2 separate regions of the Eptesicus fuscus genome follow, and region 2 is linked to region 1. A link is a contact called in public Hi-C data. All regions are on one chromosome and are shown on one strand. The core of a region is the stretch at or near the end of the contact, and the rest is flanking DNA. Distances in the headings are between cores, read along the strand shown.

Region 1 (4,780 bases), core at 1,710-4,209:
TGGGGTTGTGAGCTTGGGGGTGTGAGCTGGGGCCCTATTCCTGCAGGCCACCCGAGGGAACCCACTGGTGCATGAATTTGAGCACTGGGCCTCTAGTACAAAGTTATATTTACAGTATGATTCCAAGTCTTACTTTAAAAATGCTTGTTAAAAACATGAAAAAAAAAATCCAAGAGACTAAGTTACCCATGCCTTTCAAAAGTAGCTGCACTTAAATTTACAATTTATAAACATATTATATCACGTTTATCTAATGTCCTTTGCAGTTGTAAATGCAGGGGCCAAAAAAACAATTCTGTACTTAATTTTAGTGGAAGAGTGCAGGTCTTCTACATCCATTTAAAGAAGTGGAAGGCTTTATTAGTAAAATAGGTATGGTTAAATGCAAGTCTCAAAAGGATCATCATCTAAATATTTTACTTACCACCTTAATTTCATCAATCCTTTTTCTATAATCTTTTACAAAACTCCTTATAAAACTCGACCTTGTATGCCTTGAATTTCACGTTATGCTTTGACTTGGTAAGTTGTCTTTTTTTCATAATGTTCCACCTCCTTTCCCAAGTCCAACTTTATGTTTGCTCTCATTAATTCTAATATATTCTCCTACTCTCCTTAATTCTAATATTTATATGATAAAAATGCAATCATTATATTGACTTCCTTTTGAATTGTGAAGTCAATATAAGCTTACAGTGAAATCCTACCTAGAAGAATGACTTATATTTAATCTTTCCTCAAAGGCCACTGTCACAAAAAGATAGGTTGTTGCTATATATTTCACTATTGTTTAGAAAAGGAAAGGTCTGGAAAAATATAGTTTGAACTTAAATTTCACAACTAAAATGTTCCTTATTCTAAAAAATACTCACCATGTTTATGGACCATGGTATCAATATTAAATTGATGCTCAGACTTACAGTGCGAAAATGTTTCTTCAGCAGATGTAAATAACCTGAAAAATCAAGCAATAAATAGCTTCGTGAAAAAGTCCCCAGGAAGTCTAAATATTGATTTTATGTTAAACATACAATCCCTTTACCCCCCAACCTGCTGGTTTCTAGTTTTACTCCCAATCAAGAGAAAACAAACATTCTCTGTAGAGTCAGGAACCAGAGGGAATCAGTACTTCTCAGTTCCATTTTACACCTAAAACAAACCAACTACCCATTAAATGTCAAAGGTAATTTATTTGCCGATTAAAAGCACTGAATCTACCAAAAGTCTTTTAAGAAAGAGAACTCCCTTTGATAGATTGTTTCTTTCAAGATATGAAAATTCCCTATGTAAGACTCTTTTTCTTCTTAAGTATCAATTTTGTTTTTGGAGGCTTTGAACTGGCAAAGCTCAAAGTACTTTCAGAAATAACGCATAAAATGTAATTTTACAGCTGGCATATTCCCTAAGTGCTGTACTTCAAAGGTGATCTTGTAGTGTTCCCAAAGTACTTGCATTACAGACACTGTGAGGACCAAGTCTCGATTATGTGACCTGTAAAACTGAAGGACCCAAAGTAGGCATACGCAGCACAGAAGCTGCGTATCTCTTTTCTATGCCTCGCACAGTGCCATGCAGCAGTTAGCTTTCAACAAATGTTTACCAAGACCGGTCATTTTTGCAGCATTTATGCAGCCTGTCACAAAGAAGTCCATCCTGATGCTCCACAAATTTCACGCATCTATAGCTACCCATATGAGGCAACAGGTGCGAACAATGATGAATCCATAGGGGCTAACATACCACCAACCAGCACCACGCCCAGATTTAAGGAAAACTGGAAAATGTTTATCAAGTGACCCTGGCCGATGCCACACAGGCCTCTTTCATGCCCACGTGCCAGGACAGCAGCCAAAGTCAATGCTTGTGGAGATGAAGAGGCAGAATTGTACGTGGAAAGAACATGGGTTTGGATATGACAAACCACAGCTGGGTGACCTTGAGCACGTTACTGATATCGGAGTCTTCTTTTTAACCTAAGTGAAAAGGCATCAATTCCTTCCCCTTCAATAGGGGAGGAGCCCTACCTAAGAAGGGTTGTTCTTTAAATGGTTCAAATCAAGCATTGCACCTGTGAAGCTCTCTGCTTGTCTGAGAATTACAGAATTGGTAAAGCTGGAAGGGTCCTCCTGAGAGATTAGTTTAGTGACTCTGAGATTGGGACCTTTATAAAAATAAGAGAAGATTCCTGGGTCGCCATCCTGACTTAGAAGGACTGTGGTGCAGAGTTCAGCATCTGTGTGTTTTTCCTAAGTGTTTCAGGTGACACAAAGGTACACTACCAGAATTGGGAACCACAGATCCAGTTCAAAACCCTATCCTGTTACACACGGGGAAACTGAGGCCCGCCGAAAAGACAACCTGGCTTCCAGTTCATGGCTCCTCCCTCTAATACCACTTGGGGGTCTTCCTTCTCCACAAGCCCTCACTCCAAACCACAGGCTGGAGAATTCGAGCGCAGGGCACCCCCGGGCGGGCAGGAGCCCCGGCGCTGAGGAGGACGAACCTGTCACAGAACAGGCAGGGGGTCTGCTGCTTGTCGTGGGGGAGCTCAGCATCGTCCTCGTCCTCCCAGGCGGCCTCGTCCCCGCTGTCGGACAGGTCTGGCAGGTCCTCCTCATCCTCCACAGCGCCCCGGCCTCCTAGCACACGCAAAAAGTCAGGTCCGCTTCGGACGCCAGGGCCGGCCCGGCGCACGAGGAGGAGGGTGGGGAGAGGGCTCCACTGCAGGGGAGCGCCGCCCGCGCCCCGCTCCCCGGCACCTCCCCCAGCCCCCCTCAACCCCCGCCCCCCCCAGCAAGGCCCCACCGCCCGGGCTCCGCGCCCCGGAGGCTGCAGGGGGAGGAAAGGGTCTTTCGCCAGCCCCTCGGCGGCGCGGGTGCTGAGGGGCCGGGAGTACCCACCAGTAGCGCCCGACGCTAACGAGCACATGGCTGAGGTGCCCGGGGAGCCCGGCGTGCTGGGGGCGGGGACCTGGCTGAGCGGCGCGCGCGGCCGTCGCGGGACTCTCGGACCGGGGCCCGGGAACGAGCGCGCGCACGCGCGCAGCAGGGAAGGAGTTGGGGACACTTCGCGGGCGTCTAGACACGCGAGAGCGCGCGCGCGGGGGGGCTCGGGAGCGCTTCCGGCCCCGAGATGGCGGCGCTGGTCACGTGGACAGGTGGGCGTGGAGAAAGCCCGGGGTGGGCGGGGCTGAGGCCCGAGATCCGCCTCTCCCGCCGCAGTGTTGACGCGTTGCGCCCGGAGTCAGCGCGTTGAAAAGCGGTCTGAGCGTCTCAGCCTTGGACACGACTTTCGTTTCTTCCTCCCGCTGCCACAGGCTTTAGCGGAAGGTGCTCGACCGCAGCCCTGGGCCCTGGTGGGGAGACGCCGCTGCGGTTTTGCAGTCGGCACCCCGCCCGCCGAGCTTCCCCGTTCTGGGTTCTTGGAGGGGAGAGCGGCCCGCGGCGCCCTCTGGTGGCGGAGGAGGCAGAACGCAGGCAGGATCCGGACTCCTCTGGTTCCTGGGCTTCCCTCCCCCCTCACCCCCATGCGGTAAAGCTGGGGGAGAGGGAACTGCGGGAGCCAGCGTGGGGGTACTGCAGACCAAAGCCTTGCAGGCTGCTTTAAGGATCTCAGTCTTTAATGTTCAGTGGTAAAGTGAGAACATGGACTCCGTAGCCAACCTACTAGTACTTGGTTTGATTCCTTCTTCTATCCCTTTTCCATGGAAAATAACTTCACGGAGTGATCTGACCATAAATCCCTAACTGGGCAAGTCAGGTTGGGTAATCAACCCCAGGCATATAACGTTTAGTAAAAGGTTCATTTTGACCTTAAGCAAGCCCTGTCCATTGTTTCTGTGCATCTGGGTTAATACACGTTTGAAATTAACCATAACCGCCCTCAAGAAAACACAGAACCTCGTGAACTATCCTGTAACCCAATCCTGGCCTTGCTTTTTCCCACCTTAATGTAATCTTCCTTACATTCCCTCCTTAATTTTAAATGCATAAGAGAAACTGCAAGACTTATTCTCCGGAGCACTTGAGATCTTGCTCCCCAGCGTAGGTCATCAGTTTGGCTCAAATAAACTTATTAAAATTCTCTACAGGTTTGGATATTTCTTTTGTAGACACTGCCTAACTCTATGATTTTCAGCAAGTTACTTGACATCTCCCTACCTCCATTTCCTCAACTACAAAATGGAGATAATGCACTAACCACAGGGTTATTGTAAGGATAAAAACGAATTAATACATGTAAAGTGTTTAGACATAATTGTTAACTTTATCCTCAATAACGGTAAGCAGTTGACCTGTTTGGTTAAGCAAGGGAGTAATACTGTCAGATGTATTTACTTATTTTTATTTTTAAAAAGTTTTTATTGATTTTAGAGGGAGAAACATCAACTTTTCCACTTATTTATGCACCCATTGGTTGATTATTGTATGTGCCCTGACCAGAGATCGAACCTGCAACCCTGGTTTATCAGACAACACTCTAATCACTTGAGCTACCCTGCCAGGGCGGTCAGATGTGTTTAGTACAGCGATTTTCAACCTTTTTCATCTCCTGGCACATAAACTAATCACTAAAATTCTGCGGCCCACCAAAAAAATATATTTTTTTGCCTATCTGACAAAAAATAGGTAGGATTTTTTTCTTTCTTTAATCCTCACCCAAAGATATGTTTTCATTGATTTTTTTAGAGAGAGAAACATTGATGTGAAAAAAAAAAACATCAATGGGTTGCCTCCTGTACACACCCCGACTGGAAATTGAACCTGAAATCTTGGTATGT
Region 2 (4,780 bases), core at 775-3,274, 140 kb before region 1:
CACAGTGAAAAGGCTACAACACTTAAACGAGTATTTCCTCTGGGTGTTTCTTCTTTTTTAATTAAGAAAAATAATTAAAGACCCAGTTATTGGCAAGTGGGGGTTGTCTTCGTAAGGGGGTAGGAATCTATCTGCCTCAATTGCTGAAGCAGGCTGCACCCGGTTTCTGCTCCCACTGAGGCTGGGAAGGGACAGGGAGCGGCAGGTCCTGAGGTCTATCCCTCGGGCCGGGTCACTACAGCCCCCCTGCCCTGAACTGGAGACCCCAGCGCAGTGCGAGCTTCCGAAGCCCCAAAGCTGCCGTCAGCACCCCATTACCTGACACTGCCAACCAGTCTCCGCATCAGCACACGTGCACCCGCCACTGCCCGCTCCCCTCGCGCGCCTGGGGAGCGGGAGGCTGCGCGGGCCGAGAGCAACCTGCTTACCTGGGCGGCAGTGGTCGCCACGCTGCCAGGCAGCACAGACGTGATTCCATCCGTGCCCAGCACCACGGTGCTCTGGCTCATATTCACCCAGCCCACGGCTGGGGTATTGTTCCGCTCCAGGGTGCCCTTGCCCACACTCACGTCCGCATCCTCCTCCGGGCCCCGAAGGGCCGGAATCTTACAATGCATCGCGTTGCCCGGCCCTGCGCCCCCAGGAGGGGCAGCCTGCGCGCCATGAGTCTCGCTCAAATCCCGCAGAGCCGCGGAGGGGGCTGGCGGCCTCGGCCTCGGGCTACTGAGTTTGCAAGCCCCCAGCCCCTGGCGTTCAGCCTCACAGGCTCGTGCATCGAGGGACTGGAAAGTTTGGGCGCCGGTGGAAGCCGACCGGGGCACACTGGGCGGCGTGGCTGAGGCTGCGGGAAGGTCCTGCTCCGGGCTGGTCCTGGGCGCGCAGGAACCCTCGTGGTGGCCCAGCACCGCCGCCGCCTCAAGGCTGTTGGCTGGTTGTTTGTTCATTTCCTTGGGAGCACCGCAATCCTGCAAATACAACGTGAAATTCGTGCAAAAAGAAGAAAAAAAAAATCAAGGCAGCTTTGAAATTAACCTGTGTCTACATCTAGAGATGTTCACAGCTCAGGTCCAAACACAAGATCTAAGGAACAAATTGAAATCCGGATTTTTCTTTCCTTTTCCAAGAAAAACTGCAGTCAGTATTTTTCAATTTGCCTGTCGGGTCAATAACCAGATGACATAAGGAAGCTAACATTCTCCTCCCTGGCGGAGTGGAACTAGGAAAAGAGGCAGAACTGGGTTTTTTGGAGTGTCAAGGGGAGGGTGGAAATAGCCCTACAGTCACGAGCTCCCCGCCCTCTTTGGATTTCACATCACGGCTGTAGGGTGCCCATGTCCCCATCGCCATTGTAGAAAGATTCTTTAATTTTCCGCCCCATTTCCTTTGTCATTCAACAATGCACATTGCCTCTTTTTTTTTTTCTTCCCATAAGCGATAGACAAGCTGTGGCCACAAAGCTGATGCCCTGGCACCTGCGAGGATTTCAGGCCAAATCGTCTGTGCGAATCCCAGTGATCCAAAATCCACCCCTGCCCGCCAGGTAGCAAAGGCAGGGATAGCAACAACAACCCAACAACATTGACAAACCACACTTAAAACACTAGACGGTAACCAGGTTTGTTATCTTACACAATCTACATTTACTCCCAGATTCCCAGACATGTAAAAGAACATGCAAAGTGCCCGCCTCCAACCCAGAATACCTATTCACAGAAGTCTGATATCCTTCATGGCCCTACACCTGCGTGGGGACCAAAACTCATGATTGATTTTCATTTGCTTTCTCCCAACTGAGGTTCAAATTAAAAGAACTACCAGCGGTGGTTTTTCCGTCTGCTTTCTTCCTTCTCGTTATCTTTCGAGGTTTCCTAAACATTAGTACCAGGAATTACTATGATACTGTGAGAATAATCGTATTATCGTCAGCTCATCCACACACCTCTCATCGAGTCTTCTTGCACAAGTGCACACAGCAGAACTCCTTAATTTGCACCAATCTAAAGTACCTTGACTCCAGCAAGCATGCTTATCTCAGCCTCTAGGACCCAGAGCCACTAGCCTCCCACCGGCATCTGATTTCAGCACCGAGGACAGTGCTGAGAATCCGCAGGGTAGGTGACCCAGCCAACCTCTCCGCTCCATACCTTCAGAAACCTCTTGGACCACAAGTGCAAATACTACGGCTGTGACAACCGTCCTCCCTCCTTCTTCCAAAATGTACAGAACATTTCAAAAAGAAGCATTCAAAAACGAATCTGCTCCTCCTAACCCCGCAGCCCCCTCTCTTAAAAGAACAACAAAAAAGCAAACACTCACCATGTCTGACACCGGCAGCAGATTGAATAGGTAGAGAGCGTGAAACCAGCTACTGACAAGACTGGCTTTGATTCCAGCTAGAGAGGCGCTTTCTATATCTCCTTAGGAAAGGCGAGGTTTGCGTCAGTGCAAAGCAAGGTGCCCTTCGTTTGACATTTTCTTGATAATACAAGTTTGATAAATCATTACCCCCATGGATTCGAGTTTTAAAGGGACAACAGCCGTGAGTACGCTGGCCCGTTGCTGTCACTCGGGAGGGAGGGGGGCTGCGTGTTCAGCGTGACTCATGTGGGTCTGATTACTAAACCGAAGCCAGCGGGAGGAGATGACAGAAGTTTGCCTCTCCCTAATTAAGGAAAACATGGGAAGGACACGTCCCACTGCACCCAAGGCGAGGCGCAGAGCGGATTGGGCTGCCGAGGTGGGCGCGGGGGAAGGAGTTAAATCACCGTCATGTTTCCATCCCTCTCTGCTACTACATCCGTAGCTGCCTCTCCAAATCTGCAAGCAGCGGATTCCACAATATTACCCCCCAAACGATGGAGGGTCTGCTCGTGGCACCACAGCTCTGCCATGGCTGCCGCACAGGGGTGCTGCTTGGGTAAGGGTGTTGTGCCCACCTGCGTGTATGGGGACTTAGAGTCTCACAGCCCTACCCTTCCAGACGACCAGTGTTAGAGGGATCCTGGACTTTCGCTTAAAAATTGAGGTCTACCATTTGCATTCCTATTTTATCTCTATTGACACAACAGAAATCCCTGGGTAAAATTACGATTGCCCTCAATGTATTTGTTAAGCTCCTCTGAAAACTATTTTAGAGAAATAAAAAGGGAAGCATCTCCAACACCGACCTGGTTCTTAGGTCACTTTCAAAGTCAAAGGAGACTCATGTTTTCTTCTTAGCGCTCTCAATAAAAACTCACCGCAGCTAGGCCTGGTTTGGAAGCGTGAGGTCTTAGACACCCTCAGAACCAGGATCCCCCACAGCCAGCTGGCAGGGCTGGCCATCCCCCAAGCCATGGGAAGGTGTGCTGCCCTACTCCGGCGGGGGTGGGGGGTGGCCGTGGCGATAAAAAAGAGGGACTTTCCTTTGGGTGCAAAAATACCTTTACAAAGAAGGTGTAGTTTGGAGACTGGAAGGGGATTCGTAGGTAAACCGCTTCCCCTCCCTCCTTCCTGGGGGCCTGGTTCGGGTAACCCCTGGCCTCCGGGATGGGGAGCTACAGAAAGCACTCAGTCCCTTCCCCGTGGCCAGGCCAGCATCCCCACCCGCCGCCTCAGGGGAGGGGGGGGGGTCGGCGCGGTTGCACCGGCTGGACCGCCCCCACGCAGCGGGAGGGCAATGCCGCGGGGCGGGCGAAAGCTGCTGCGGCAGATTGTGGTGGGTGCCTGGGGCGCCGTGGAGGCCCCTCCCGCCACCTTCCAGCGGCGCGCTGGCGTTCCCACGCCCTGCTCCCAGGCTCCCCGCTGGGCCCTCTGATGGAAGAAGCCTGGGGATCCAAGGTCCGCACCGATATTGAAGGAGGACAGGTTCCCCGAAGAGACCCTCCTTGAGAGCTGCCTGGCGGGTTCCAGGCCGCGTTTATGGTAGTTTTGAGTTAACATTTACTAAGTTCTCAACATTGAACCACTGTGCAAGAGCTTTCCATGAATTAGCTCTTTTAGCATTGACAGCAACCTTTGAGAAACTCCCAGTTTTAAAGCTGGGGAAACGGAAACTCATGAAATCTCCTCTGACCCTAGAAAAATCTCCCAACCCCTTTCACAGGGCTGGGCCGGGCGGGGAGAGAAGCACCCAATTCTCCCTGGAGGCCCGCTCCGCTCCGAAGGAAACCAGGCAAGTGAAAGAGACAGGGTGGGCCTGGCGGGTTTGGGCTGAGGACTGTCAGGACGGCAGGCGGAGCCAAGAAGCCCTGGGGCGCGAGCTTGGACTCACTCGGTGGGCGCTGGGAACCACCCTGGACTCTGGGAGCCACGGGGAAACCTGGGGAGAGGGGCTTCGTTCAAAACAGACCCCAGTTTTCTTGGAGCCAAACCAGGATGCGAGAACTTGAAGGGGCGGCCCAGCAGCCCTGGCTTCTGCGTCACGAGGCGCACCCCCTCCAAAGCTCCGCGGGCCCTGGACCAACTTCCACCAGTCACGACTAGGAAAAGTTCTGGCCAGTTCCCTCAATTTGCATCTGAGCCACTCCCGCAAAATGCCGCCTGGTCGTTGGGCTTCCACCCAGCACGTCCACGTTCTGGGCGCACAGATGTCCCAGGCCAGCGCCCCCGGAACAGGGAGAACGCCCCCAGCAGCGACTCTGGGTCCGAGTGACGCCACTCCCCCCTCCCTCAGTCCCCAGGCCTGACGTTTAGCCTGCGGGCCCTCCCCAGCCAAGTGCGCACTTGGGTTCCTGCGTGAGGCCCGCCGTGCATCTGGCCGGTCAGACGTGGTTGACGCAGGAGGAACGCAGCCGCCTGG

What was found. Hi-C and Micro-C count contacts between places; a contact is called where the count stands out from the background.
Region 2: a Hi-C map of liver shows a contact between it and region 1, with 3 times the contacts expected there. The contact joins the promoter of SLC6A5 here to the promoter of PRMT3 in region 1. A contact is called at or near these places in 2 of 2 Hi-C or Micro-C datasets (liver and muscle).

Annotation. Positions count from the first base shown.
Region 1 is chr13:56,248,420-56,253,199 of DD_ASM_mEF_20220401, reverse strand. PRMT3 (protein arginine methyltransferase 3) reads right to left here and starts at 2,959. Exons shown (of 16, transcript XM_008148971.3): 1 at 2,901-2,959; 2 at 2,504-2,639; 3 at 873-955. The coding sequence starts at 2,928.
Region 2 is chr13:56,388,867-56,393,646 of DD_ASM_mEF_20220401, reverse strand. SLC6A5 (solute carrier family 6 member 5) reads right to left here and starts at 2,024. Exons shown (of 16, transcript XM_054725220.1): 1 at 2,007-2,024; 2 at 429-965. The coding sequence starts at 2,024.